3 separate regions of the Mus musculus genome follow, and regions 1 and 3 are each linked to region 2. The links are chromatin contacts, called in public Micro-C and promoter capture Hi-C maps. All regions are on one chromosome and are shown on one strand. The core of a region is the stretch at or near the end of the contact, and the rest is flanking DNA. Distances in the headings are between cores, read along the strand shown. Region 1 holds the start of Plag1 (pleiomorphic adenoma gene 1). Region 2 holds the start of Ubxn2b (UBX domain protein 2B). Region 3 holds the start of Mos (Moloney sarcoma oncogene).

Evidence for each region. Promoter capture Hi-C pulls out the DNA fragments that hold promoters and counts their contacts. A called contact is a pair of places that touch in the nucleus more often than the background predicts.
Region 1: a contact with region 2 is called in a Micro-C map of embryonic stem cells, with 6 times the contacts expected there. The contact joins the promoter of Plag1 here to the promoter of Ubxn2b in region 2. A contact is called at or near these places in 11 of 39 promoter capture datasets (the 3T3-L1 cell line, the C10 cell line, cranial neural crest and 6 more), 2 of 484 Hi-C or Micro-C datasets (embryonic stem cells and pre-megakaryocyte-erythroid progenitors), 4 of 115 datasets of contacts at active chromatin or transcription factors (astrocytes, embryonic forebrain, pro-B cells and 1 more) and 2 of 9 other capture datasets (adipose tissue and liver).
Region 3: a contact with region 2 is called in a promoter capture Hi-C map of frontonasal cranial neural crest. The contact joins the promoter of Mos here to the promoter of Ubxn2b in region 2. A contact is called at or near these places in 3 of 39 promoter capture datasets (frontonasal cranial neural crest, hippocampal neurons and liver) and 1 of 115 datasets of contacts at active chromatin or transcription factors (astrocytes).

What each region holds. Positions count from the first base shown.
Region 1 is chr4:3,935,898-3,940,326 of GRCm38.p6, reverse strand. Plag1 (pleiomorphic adenoma gene 1) reads left to right here and starts at 1,922. Exons shown (of 6, transcript NM_019969.3): 1 at 1,922-2,113. Chchd7 (coiled-coil-helix-coiled-coil-helix domain containing 7) reads right to left here and starts at 1,439. Exons shown (of 5, transcript NM_181391.4): 1 at 1,196-1,439; 2 at 801-948.
Region 2 is chr4:6,189,812-6,193,828 of GRCm38.p6, reverse strand. Ubxn2b (UBX domain protein 2B) reads right to left here and starts at 2,724. Exons shown (of 8, transcript NM_026534.2): 1 at 2,616-2,724. The coding sequence starts at 2,699.
Region 3 is chr4:3,869,271-3,873,475 of GRCm38.p6, reverse strand. It overlaps Mos (Moloney sarcoma oncogene), which reads left to right and starts at 1,371. Exons shown (of 1, transcript NM_020021.3): 1 at 1,371-2,818. The coding sequence starts at 1,662. The coding sequence ends at 2,693.

The sequences.
Region 1 (4,429 bases), core at 673-3,172, 2.3 Mb after region 2:
CTTCTTCCATTCTGGTAAAGATCGGGATGTCTAAGCTAAAGGAGCCCAACTTTTCCCGGAGATAGAATCTGATTACTCTGAGTCCTTTAACTTTCAGTAATCACCAAATAATCATTTATGCCATGAACTTCATTGAAAATACCCAGCCAGTAGAAGCGTCTTGACAGGAAGGGCACTCAGTACAAAGTCCAACTATCTCTAGAAGCCTTTCCTCTTCGGAAGATAGTTTACAAGACTGCCTCTTCCTGAGAGAATACCAGAACTAAGAAAATCTACAGTCTTCTCTTCATGTCTCCCACAGAGCTCCGCTTGATCGTTCATGCATATAATAATCTCGACAATCTGATACGAACACAATTCACACTGCGTCCTGATCATGAGATTCTGTTGTTTCATTATCATCAGCCAGAAATTCTTTTAAAAAGTATCCACACAAAACAGGCATCAAATTTGCTGCTTCAGGCTATTCCCGTTTTACTGCTTTTTATTCTGGATACTAAATGCACTATAAACATGGTTTTCCTAATGTCACCTCCTTCGTATGAATTCCTGTGTTAACAGAAAAGGAAGAGGAAATGTCAATTTACATGGAGGAGTGTGGCTGAAGGACAAGATGGAGTGCCCTGCTAAAGAGGCCTTATCTGTTTACTTTTTGAAGGTGCAGGAGTGAACAACTGTTACAACACTGTACTACTTCCAAGATGACATTCAGAAAGAAAACCAGCCTGAGGGAAGACTGCAAACCTACAGCACATCTGAGAAATAGTGCTAAAATCTACTCTAAAGGGCAAACTGCTTACCAAAAAAGTTCCTGATTTCCCACTCTTCGCAGCTTTGATCCGCAGTGGGGGAAGGGCACGTTACTGAACAAGTCCAGGCCCCCCAGGCTTCTCAGAGTCTGGTCTGTGAGTGTTAAATCCGGAAACAGAAATACAGCACACCATAAACCTGGGTACAGAGTACCAGGGACAAAATGTCAAAGTACACATCACAGGGATCTGAGAGGTCGGAGACGAATCTCCAAGAATGTAACTCCCGGACCGCACCGCCTTCCGAGGTGCCGCGCCGCAGAATCGGACGGTGGAGGGCGGGCACAGGTAAACACCACAAAAGGGGCTGGGAAGGAAGGGGGCGGCGTAGAGCGGGGACCTGGGGAGGGCAAGGAGGGGAGTGACACAATCCGGGGTGCCCAGACCTGCATGGGGTCACCTTCCGCTGCCCCGGCCGGACGAATCGCGTGGCGTGAGTAGCGGCAGGAGCATGCCGCGCCGCGGAGGGTTTGGCGCCACGAACTAGGGTCTGCCCTCGGCGCAGTGCTGTCCCGGGCCTGCTGTCCAGGGAGGGAGGGGCCGGAGACCACTCACCACAGGCCACCACTCAGCCAGCACCCGGGCCGGCTGCAGTTCCAAACACGTCAGTGGCTCACGCAGCAGGACCTTAAGTAGCGCGCACCCCAACGTGCTGCCCCCGCGCCCCCCGTTCCAGCTTGTCCAATCCACGCACGCCGCTGCCAGATTGACAGGCGCGCGGAACTCTGTGAGGTTGGGGCGGGCTCAGTTCGCTCCGCCCCCGGGCAGCGGGAGGAGGGCTCAAGCAGGAGGAGCGGGTGGGACGGCGTGAGACCCCGCCTTCTCCCCGCCCCACCGCGCCCCCCGCCCTTCAGCATCGCTCTTACCACTTCGGCCTGATGGGCAGCCACGTCAACCAATGAGCTCATCTGGACCCGGCGGCGGCCGCTCGGACTGGCCAGGCCCTGGGCGGAGCGTGAGGAGGGCGGGCACCTCGGCGGGCGGGGGCCAGGGCGGGCCGGCGGGCGGGCGCGGGGCGGGGGCGGGGGCGGCGGCCGAGCGGGCGGGGGGGGGGGTGGGGGGGGGTAGGAGGCGGCGGTGGGCGCGACGTCGGCGGCTGCGGCGGCGGCGGCGGCGGCGGCGGCAGCTGCAAGTTGAGCTGCAGGGGCAGCGCATACACTACAATGGCTGCTGGAAAGAGGCGTAAGGAAACAATTTCCAGGCCCGCCGCGTCCAGCCCGAAATATGAGAAAAAAATTATTAGAAATTCCGCGGGCGGTGTAAAGGCGGCGGACGGGCCGGAGGGAGGATGTTAAAGCTCCGCGGTGAGTTCTCCGGGGGTCCGGGGCGGCGGGGAGGCGTTTAGCGGGAGGAATATCAGGGTTATTTAAATTATGGGACTAGCCGAGGGGGCAGAGGAGCCGCGGCGGCGGCAGGAGGAGGAAAAGTTTGTGCTACTCCCAGCCCCTGCTCAGGACCCCAGAGAGAAAAATAATAATAAAAAATCAAATAAAATCGTGCGGCGGGGCTGCAAGGACTCCCGAGGTCGCTGCTGACAGGGCAGGGGGCGACGCGACTGGGGACCCGAAGGTGAGGTCGGTGGGAAAAAAAAAACCCTTTTATTCAGGGTCTGGAAAGTTTGAAAAGTTTTCCTCCTCCTCCTCCTCCTCCTCTCTGGTGCTGTGAATATTGTGACAGCGGCAGCGGCAGCAGAGAGAGCGGAAGACATTAGAGACCCGAAAAATAAGGGAAAAATTAATATAAATTCGGTTTTGAGAGGAAACTCTCCGCGTTTTCCACCAAAACATCCCGGGGGAAGGTCGCTTCCCAGAGGGCCTGGCGGAGACCCGCGGTCGGCAATATTTGGGGGGTACTGGGAGTGACTTGGGGTAACTTTGCCCCCTTTTCCGAAGAGGTTTTTCTTTTCTGGAGAAATGCATTTGTTTTTGCCCTCCTGCCCAGGTGGGAGAGCCGAGTCGGGGTGCGGGGTCCGCGGGGCGCCGGACCCAGCCGGGTGGCGACGGGGGCGTAGGGGGAGGGGGTGCTAAATGAAAGCAGGAGATCGGGACGGAGCAGGGACAGCTTGTTGTCAGTATCATAAACAACCAAAATGGAGGGAGAACTCAGGCATATAACCAAATAAAAATTGTTAAAAAATCGCAAAAAATCCCTAAAAATCCGGGATGCGCCCCCCTTTCTCGCCAAAGGTAAAAGTGTGAACCGCCTTTCCCCTGAAGTCCATTTGGACTTTGCAGGGACCAAGGAGTTAATATTTATTTATTTTTTAAAACTTTCGAAGGGCAAAAGCCTTTTATAACTCCACCGACAATGAGAAAACGTGAAAATCCAATGCAAGAGAAGCAGGGGGAGGGAGGGGGAGGTGGTAGTGCAGAAACTACTAAACTTATTGGTAATGTGGACTGATCTGAGATAAGATAAACACTATATTTGCTATTTTATAACTCCCTTTTAATGATCTGTGAGGAGGTTGCTTTTTGGGGTAGGAAAAAAAGTGATGCCATTTTCTTAATAGAGTTAATATGTGTGATTGGAAGAATAAACCTTTCCGGCTTTAGATTGCATTTTCGTCGCATTTATGCCTCGGGTTTTGTTAGTGGCTCCCTCCTTTCTTTAAGCTGGGCTCTCCAGAGGAGGGGTGGAAAGGTGCTGTTGCCCAGAGAGACTGGAGGGCAAGACTGGCGAACCTTCTGGGGAGGGGTGGGGAGTTGTTTGGTTTCTCCCTTCCTGGCTCGTTTGCTTCACCTGTTCGCCCTCACTAAGGAATGTTGGACTGAAGTTTTCTGGTTTTATGTATATAAAAGGATGGTGCCTCTTGCATCACATTGATGTTAGTGGGAAAGTGCTGCTGATGTTGGTTCCACGTGGGATCTGGGACAGAGCAGGGCATTTTAAAGGGACAGCTTCTCTTTTCTTAGGGTTTTCATCACCTATGCAGACTTACAGAGGACCAAAGTCAGAGGTGCTGGAAGTGTGTGGTGATGGAAGAGCCTTCTCTTTCCATTACTCAAGTGCACCCCCCGTTTAGGAGTGATGGAGGGAGAGGAGGGATAAACAAGCCCAGCAGAAGATGGATGTGTGTGTGGCTTAGTTTTCATCCACGCTGTTCTTTTATGTAACAAGCCCTCCCAGAAACTTTTCATGTTACATTGCTTTGCTCTGGAAGCTGATTTTGGAAAGAATTGTGGAAAAATGGAAAAAGTTGAAGGTGTGTGGTGTAATGGTATAGCATTATTGAACACTTATGAATTCTGTGCAGTGAGATCAAAGAGCCATGTATGCCCATAATGGGGGTTTACAGCCATTTTGTAAAATACCTAATGCTCAGTTTGGCTTCAGGTACACTGAGGACTTCTGGTTGAAACTTACAGGCAAAGTGGTGGAGACTCCTTAACATTGTAAACAGTAGACATTTCTGGGGAGGCGGGAGTGGCTCTCATGAAGACCATGGAAAAGTTTATATATATATTTCAAAATTATATATAGTCCATCCTATGCATATGTTATAACTTTGCACTTTGAAAATGAAAATGCTTGGATATCCTGAAACCTATGGATTTGTATCTTTTCCGCTGAAATGATTTGTGTTTACCAGGAAATGTTTGCTAATCGTTAGCTCCTAT
Region 2 (4,017 bases), core at 1,475-3,974:
CTACCCACTCACTCCCACTTCTTGGCCCTGGCATTCCTCTGTACTGGGGCATATAAAGTTTGCTAGACCAAGGGGCCTCTCTTCCCAATGATGGCCAAGTAGGCCATCTTCTGCTACATATGCAGCTAGAGATACTCTTTAAAGTGTAGATTATTAGACACAGAGACTGAGCACTCCTGAGATTATATTATTTGAAATTAAATAAAGAAGATTAATTCAAGTACCAGATAAAAGTATAATGACAAAACCAGCGCTTCCTAAGTAAGAGACATTCTTGCTCCAATTCTTCCCAAGTCAAGGACTGATATTCTTTCCAGTCTGGAAGGTAACCTGAATCTAAGTCACTGTGAAGGGCAGAAACACAGCAAGAGAGAACTAGAAGGCTCAGCCTTATGCTACATTGTAGAAAACACAGTAAAGTTAACTGTACAGACTAGCCACACCTGGGAATCTGGGAAATACATAATGCTCAAGTCCCACTCTGTACCTATTAGATATGGGTATGAGCGCTAGTGTCTGCTTTATCAAGCCTTTCCAGGGACATTATTTCACTGAGAACCAGTGATCTAGATAGCCTCAGACAAGTTTACTCCTCCCCAAATGCTAATCTGGATGGAAACACGGAATTAAGAGCAGCAATCCTGTTGATATTATTCTGGAGGAACATTGGGAAATATGCAATTAAATACCTTAAACAACTTTAAACCCTATGACGAATTGCCTGGAGGACACTACACAACAGCCTTAGAAACAGTCCAGAAGTCACAACAGAGAGACACTTCAGGAGATAACTATATAGCCCTCTTCCTAAAACCCTCCTTCCTGATGTAGAGGCTGACAGACTATTCTGAATGGCAGCTGAGATAGATTTCTGTTCAGCTGGTCATTAATTCACTGGTTTTTATCTCCTACCTGATGCTGATCTCTGCATTCTCCAAGTTCATCTTCTGAACTGCCTTTGTTTTGTTTTGTTTTGTTTTGTTTTGTTTTTTGCTTTGTTTTATTTTGTTTTTTTGTTTTTTGTTTTTTGTTTTTTTTTTGGCATTCAGTGATGCTTCAAACTATGCTTAGTTCTCCAAACAGTTATGAAGGTGTCCAAAAGGTTATATGTGGTTAAAATAGAGACTGTTCAGGACAATTAAACCTAGATTATTCATAAAACAAAATAGAATTCCTGAATGAGGCAGCTTCTAGACCCAGAGCATGTTGGGAAAACTCCAAGTGACAATAAGATGTGACTTTATGAAAACTAGCAAGCCAGACACAGAAAATACACTGCCTCACTAGTGTGCTGTTTAGTTTTATGTCAACTTGACAAAGCCAGAGATATCAGGGAAAGGGGGGCTCGATGAAAAAAAAATGCCTTCATAAGGCTGTAGGCAAGTCTTTGGAGCATTTTCTTAATTAGTGATGGATGGTGGAGGGCCACACACACTATGGGTGGTGCCAAACCGGGGCTGTGAGCCCAGGGTCCTATAAGAAAGCAGGCTGAAGAAACCTTGGGGAGCAAACCAGTACGTAGCACCCTTCATAGCCTCTGCATCGGCTCCTGCCTCCATGTTCCTGCTCTGACGTCCTGTCTGATAAGGAACTGTGAGTGGAAGCATGAGTCTTTCCTCCCCAAGCTGCTTTGGTCATGGTGTTTCATCACAGTGACAATTACTCTAAGATAACGAGCTAACTGGCTCCGGGGTCACCGGAACCAACCAGTGCTCAATTAATACCATTAGAATTCTGCATTGGCTTGGTCTGTAAAGCTGCTTTACAAGCCTGTTTCAAATCTGAGACCTTTCACAAAATTTGATAGCACACAACAGTATCCACTACTACTTCTGGATTTGATGTCCTATTTGTATCCACATTTCCCAGAGCTTCAGCACAAAGTTAGAATGGCAAACGGTCAGTACGTCTGGTTACAGAATGAAGACCTGCTATAAAAATGCTCTGTCAAGGTTTGCGAATCCAGGCTCATTTATTCTGAACTATAACCCCTAATATATGTTTAATCGTTTGAGTTTTATCAATGATTTCATGAGGAGATAGAAAAAAAAGGCTAAAATGGACAAGCAGTATTAGCATCGGACAAGTGTTTAGCTAATGCCAGCATCCTAACATTGCTGAGTTTTATTTCTGTTAAGCTGTTTTGTGAACTCTTTCAAGCGAGCTGTGACCAAAGCCTGAACTGTTTTAAGCTCTCCCCTGCAAAACCGCAGGCTTTTGGAGAAGAAAGTGCTTTTAATGTATAAATCATCAAACGTGAAAAAGCATCCAGGAGAACAAACCAGCACGCGTCATTTTTAAAGTTACTTTTTTAGTGATGGCTGATTTATCACTGGCCACAGCAACTCCCCAAATGCAGGCAGCATCAGCTGGGAGGCACCCAGATGGCTCGGCAAAATGACATTTGCTTTGTGCATCCAGCGTGAAGGGAACCCCTGTACCGCCGCCTGAGGCTAGGGCACAGGATTCCACACGCACCCCTCCGCAATGCGCCTCCAGGAGAGACCCTCCAGTTCTCCGGAGACAGGCTCAGGTGAGGTACAAAGTGGCTCTGGCCCGCGCCCGCCATGCCCACGCCCTCTCGCCCGCCGCCGCCGCGCTCCATGCCTGCGCACCTGTAAGTCCCGCGCACTTGGGGGCCGTGGCCTGGAGGACCCACGCTCCTGCTCCTCCGGCTCCGCACGGCCACCCTCCGCCATCTTTCACCCGCTTGCGGCGCCTGCCCCGGACCGCGACTTCCGGGGTTGGTTGCTTAGCGACTGTGGAAGGGGCGGAGCCACTCCGTGACTCCCACTGCCTTGGAGAGGGGGCGGAGCCGTGCCGGGTTCGTGGTGTTCCTCCGGGCTCCTTTTCCCCCCACCAGCCGGTGCGCACTCGCTGTAGGGTTCCGGTCCGCAGGGCTCGCCAGTTTTTCAGTTTTTGAGATCTCTCTATAGTCACCATTCGACTCGCTGGGAGATGCTGTAGGTTGCCTTTAGAGCGCAGCGTTGTCTTCCAAGTTCATTTAACTCAACAATGCAATATCTTAGCAGATGAACAACTCCACCTTTCATTTCCCCTTATCTGTCATTTTCCCTTATCCAGGATTGGATGGTAAATTAGTCCTTCTGAGTGGATCCGTATTGAGGATAGGAAACACGGTAAAGCTTTTGGCAATGAGAATGGAGACTCTTAAGCCATCTTCTTTTCTGCTGGGATTGACTTAACTCTCATCTTAAGTCCCAGACACTTACACCTCCAAGAATTGCCTCCCAAGAAAAAAAAAAGAAGCCTTTATGAAATTTATAAGCTAGGAAGGGAAAGAAAGATATAAGCAGGTAACAGAGTACACTTTACTTTGCAAAGAGTATTTATTACTCGCGGACTGTATGTGAATGGAGAATACTCTCTTGGTGCCTGTTGTGTGTACCATGCTAGGTGGGAGCCTACAGCCTGCTGCCTTGGCTGTTCTTTGAGTTTCGAGCACTTAAAAAAAATAAACAAAAACAAAAACTTATGAGGTAGAGAAGATGAAACTGAGAGGTCTGCAACAGACCTTTTAGAATTAAATCCACATCTTAGCTACTTTTCTTGGTTGCCCCTGGTATGTAGATACAGCCACACAGGCTTTCAGGTTTCCCACGAAGACGCTAATCACATGATTGTTTTAAAAAAAATAAAATGTGTGTCCTTTTCTCCTGAAAATTTATTTAGTTCAGTTTTATTTTCAGCTTGAGACTCAGAAGGCAAAGGATAATGGTCCCTCTCCCCAGTTCAGTTAACTCAACAGTGCTCCACTCATATTGCTGAGTATGTAATGATGTACTTGAGCGAGGCAAATGATAATTAAACTAGAAACTAGCAGTACAAGTTACCAAACCTTGCATTGCTGTCTTGATACACATTCTGCCTTAAAAATTCCCATCATGTTTTTGACAAGAAATGACCTTTTAATGTTGGGCCTTGAAGGAGAAGAACTTTTCACAGTTGTTGGGCCAGGAAAGACCACAAGTAAAAAGTCACAGATAAGTTCTAAGA
Region 3 (4,205 bases), core at 122-2,621, 2.3 Mb after region 2:
AACCTATTACTCTTATGCTCCTGAAGTCCACAATTCACAGTCCTGAACTATAATCTTATCTTTGTGATTGCTGAGCAAATTTGCAGTATAATTTCAGTGCTTTTAAATTTTGTCCTGCTTACTATTTTCCTTTTTTATTTGGGTTTGATATGCGTGCACAGAATGGGGCTTCTATTAAAATATTCCATGGCTTACATTTTTAATATTTTGTTCTCTTAATATGTTCAAAGCTACTCAACTTTTATTCCCGAAAAATGTTTACTTTAATTATTCTAATTTCTTACATAAAGCATTGAGGTGCTAACAATTATATACTATGTACAAGATGGCAGACTAAATCATATCATACCATCAAGTAGAAACCTGGAGTTTGGTGAACTTTGAGTTGTTTATATGTCTCTCCTTTATTGTCTTCTCAAAACCTGTGATTCTGAAGTCAAAGGGACACAGCTGTCACATGAAAAGTGATCACTTATCACCTGTATGCATAAAACACCTTACCAAGCAGCTAAGAGGAATAACTCCTAGCCACTTTGAGAAACGTTTTTGAATAAACAGAGCAAGGCTCTTCCCCATTCTCCCAGAGATATAGCATAAAACTGAGCGCATTTTTATAAAACAAAAAAGGAGGAATGTGTGGTTTGATGGCCAGACCCTGAATTTGTGTTCAGCATCTGCTTTTCCATATTATAGATGGGTACCAGTGATTCTGAGCCATGTCTATTTCTCCTGACTTTTCCTCTGTTTTCCCACGCTTGCTGATATTTACAGCCGTGGTCATCACAATCACCTTTGTTCCTTTCTTCCTTCCTCCAACTCTGCATTAAATTCCAGGAACTTGCTTTCTGTGAAGTCTAGAATCTGTCTTGAAGCAAACTCACACTCATGGGGTGGCTTAACTTGCCTTGGAAAGGGATATTGGGAGGTCACTGTGTTGTTATGTTACAGAGTCTTAACTTGCTGTTTAAATCAAATACAGTGTCAGAATGCTCCCTTCTGATGAACGTAAAAGGTATGTGATCTGACTTCTATAAGTGATTGTATTTGGATCAAAGACATTAAAGTTACAGATGTTAATTCTTACAAAGGTTGCATCTAATAACCCTGGCAAGTAGTTCAACAAATGTCTGCTGTTTGTATTGCAACTCTTGCAGCCAATAGCTGCTGGGAGTGATTTAATGCAGCTGGAGACTAGCACTAACAATCATTATAGCCTGAAAAGTGTGCACCAAGTTCACTGTACTTTTTTTTTCTCTTCAGTCGAAGGACTGATTAATGATCATCAGAATGTACTTGATTTTTTTTTTCTTCCATTGTATTGTGATTGAAGAATTAGTTGGAAGGTGACGTGAACTTTTGGGCAGGCCAGTACTGTTTAACGGGGGAAGAAGTTGCTAAGGATTCACTTTAGCTGTGAGCAATCGTTTCATCTGAGACTGCCAGGCTTCATCTGCACCCCCAACCCCACCTGACTTATTTTTTAAAAAAGAAACACCTTGTGGAGTAGTGATAGCACAGATGTGGCTGGTTTTGAGAATCAAGGAAGAAGGGAAAGGAACTGGGATGAAGGCAGCAATCTTCAGCCATGCTCCCAAACTTCCCTGGCTGTTCCTACTCATTTCTCCCTAGTGTCTCATGTGACTGTCCCATCTGAGGGTGTAATGCCTTCGCCTCTAAGCCTGTGTCGCTACCTCCCTCGTGAGCTGTCGCCATCGGTGGACTCGCGGTCCTGCAGCATTCCTTTGGTGGCCCCGAGGAAGGCAGGGAAGCTCTTCCTGGGGACCACTCCTCCTCGGGCTCCCGGACTGCCACGCCGGCTGGCCTGGTTCTCCATAGACTGGGAACAGGTATGTCTGATGCATAGGCTGGGCTCTGGAGGGTTTGGCTCGGTGTATAAAGCCACTTACCACGGTGTTCCTGTGGCCATCAAGCAAGTAAACAAGTGCACCAAGGACCTACGTGCATCCCAGCGGAGTTTCTGGGCTGAACTGAACATTGCAAGACTACGCCACGACAACATAGTTCGGGTTGTGGCTGCCAGCACGCGCACGCCCGAAGACTCCAACAGCCTAGGTACCATAATCATGGAGTTTGGGGGCAACGTGACTCTACACCAAGTCATCTACGGTGCCACCCGCTCACCGGAGCCTCTCAGCTGCAGAGAACAACTGAGTTTGGGGAAGTGCCTCAAGTATTCCCTAGATGTTGTTAACGGCCTGCTTTTTCTCCACTCACAAAGCATTTTGCACTTGGACCTGAAGCCAGCGAACATTTTGATCAGTGAGCAAGACGTTTGTAAGATCAGTGACTTCGGCTGCTCCCAGAAGCTGCAGGATCTGCGGTGCCGGCAGGCGTCCCCTCACCACATAGGGGGCACGTACACGCACCAAGCTCCGGAGATCCTGAAAGGAGAGATTGCCACGCCCAAAGCTGACATCTACTCTTTTGGAATCACCCTGTGGCAGATGACCACCAGGGAGGTGCCTTACTCCGGCGAACCTCAGTACGTGCAGTATGCAGTGGTTGCCTACAATCTGCGCCCCTCACTGGCAGGGGCGGTGTTCACCGCCTCCCTGACTGGAAAGACACTGCAGAACATCATCCAGAGCTGCTGGGAGGCCCGCGCCCTGCAGAGGCCGGGTGCAGAACTGCTCCAAAGGGACCTCAAGGCTTTCCGAGGGGCACTAGGCTGACTCCATCGAGCCGATGTAGAGATAAGCTTTTTGTCTCTGTTTATTTTTTTAAAGAAGTAAGGATGGTGTGGAAGAAAACATACCACTAGGGCATATTTTTAGGAAATAAAGTTACCACGAACTTCAGCCTGAAGTGCTTTTCCTAAGCATAACGGGGCCACAGATCTCATGGGCATCGCTGCTGGTAAACTAAGCCGTTTTGGGGTTCCTGGCCCTACTGTATCATTTCTGTAGTAAGGTTTGTTCCTGGATGAAAAAAAGAATGGGGGTGATGGTGGGAGGAGAGGACATCCCTGCTCCTAGGTATGAAGAACAAAGTTTATCGTGAATAAAAGGGAGACATAGGACATGGACCTGACTCTGAGCCATGTGAGAAGAGGTAGGAGGGGAAGGGAGAAGGAAGAGAGGAGAATCAGGTGTAGCAGCCCAAAAGAGGAGAAGTAACTAAATGGATTATACAGGGAAGGACAGCTGGGGAAGAAGGGCATGCCAGCCAGGACCACCCTGTACTGATAGGGATTGAGGGATGCAGGGAGAACCTGGCACCAGGTCCACTTTGTTGTGTTAAATAGGCACTTCAGCCATTTGTCCTGGGGTTGAAAACTTAGTTACTGGTAAAGAACATTTTTCCAAAAACGAATGGTACTATAGAATGCCACATTTCCCCCTGTAAATTTTCATGTTTCAAATCTCCCCTAACACATACCTAAACTCAAGCTGCAGTTTCCCTGAAACAAAACAACAAAACCAATGCTTTTTAAAGGAACAGTTGTTAACCAGCAGTGATGGAGCATACCTTTAATCCCAGCACATAGGAGGCAGAGGCAGTTGGATCTCTGATCTCTGAATTTAAGGCCAACCTGGTCTACAAATGAGTTCCAAGACTACAGGCTACTACTGTATAGCCAGGGCTACACAGAGAATCCTTGTCTAGAAAAAGCAGAACAAACAAAAATGAAAAGGGTTGCTTTCCTTTCCAGTCCATAAAGAAAGGCCATTTGTAATCACTTCCACATAAATTTTACAAATTGAATTGTTTTCAAGCAACAAAATTCTAAATGACTTGTAATAGCTTACATTTGAACGTTGTCATGAGCAGGAAAGTTGCAAAAACACTTCTACACTGGGTTTCTTTTGCTTCAGATTTGAGCCCAAAAGCAGATGGCAAAAATAAAGTTGTGTGGTGGGGGCAAATAGCAACCCAATGAAGAGGGAGGGCTGAGTTGGAAAGAAAAGACCAGTGAGATGGGATTGCTTTTTCTAGAAGTCACAACACTGGGTGCTGTGGAACTTGTCACTGGGACAACTGTGGCTTTCTCTGAGTGAGAAGAGTACATCGGTGTCCACGTGTAGAGAGGCCAGGCAAGTGCAATGGCTAGGACAGTTGGTGGCACATGCTTGCGCTAGAGGCTATGTGTATTGCAGAAAGGAGCAGAATCCTGGAGGAGGCAAGAGACATTGAATGTGTGTGGTTGTTTGGTTTGCTTTTAGGATGAAGAAGTAAATTTATTT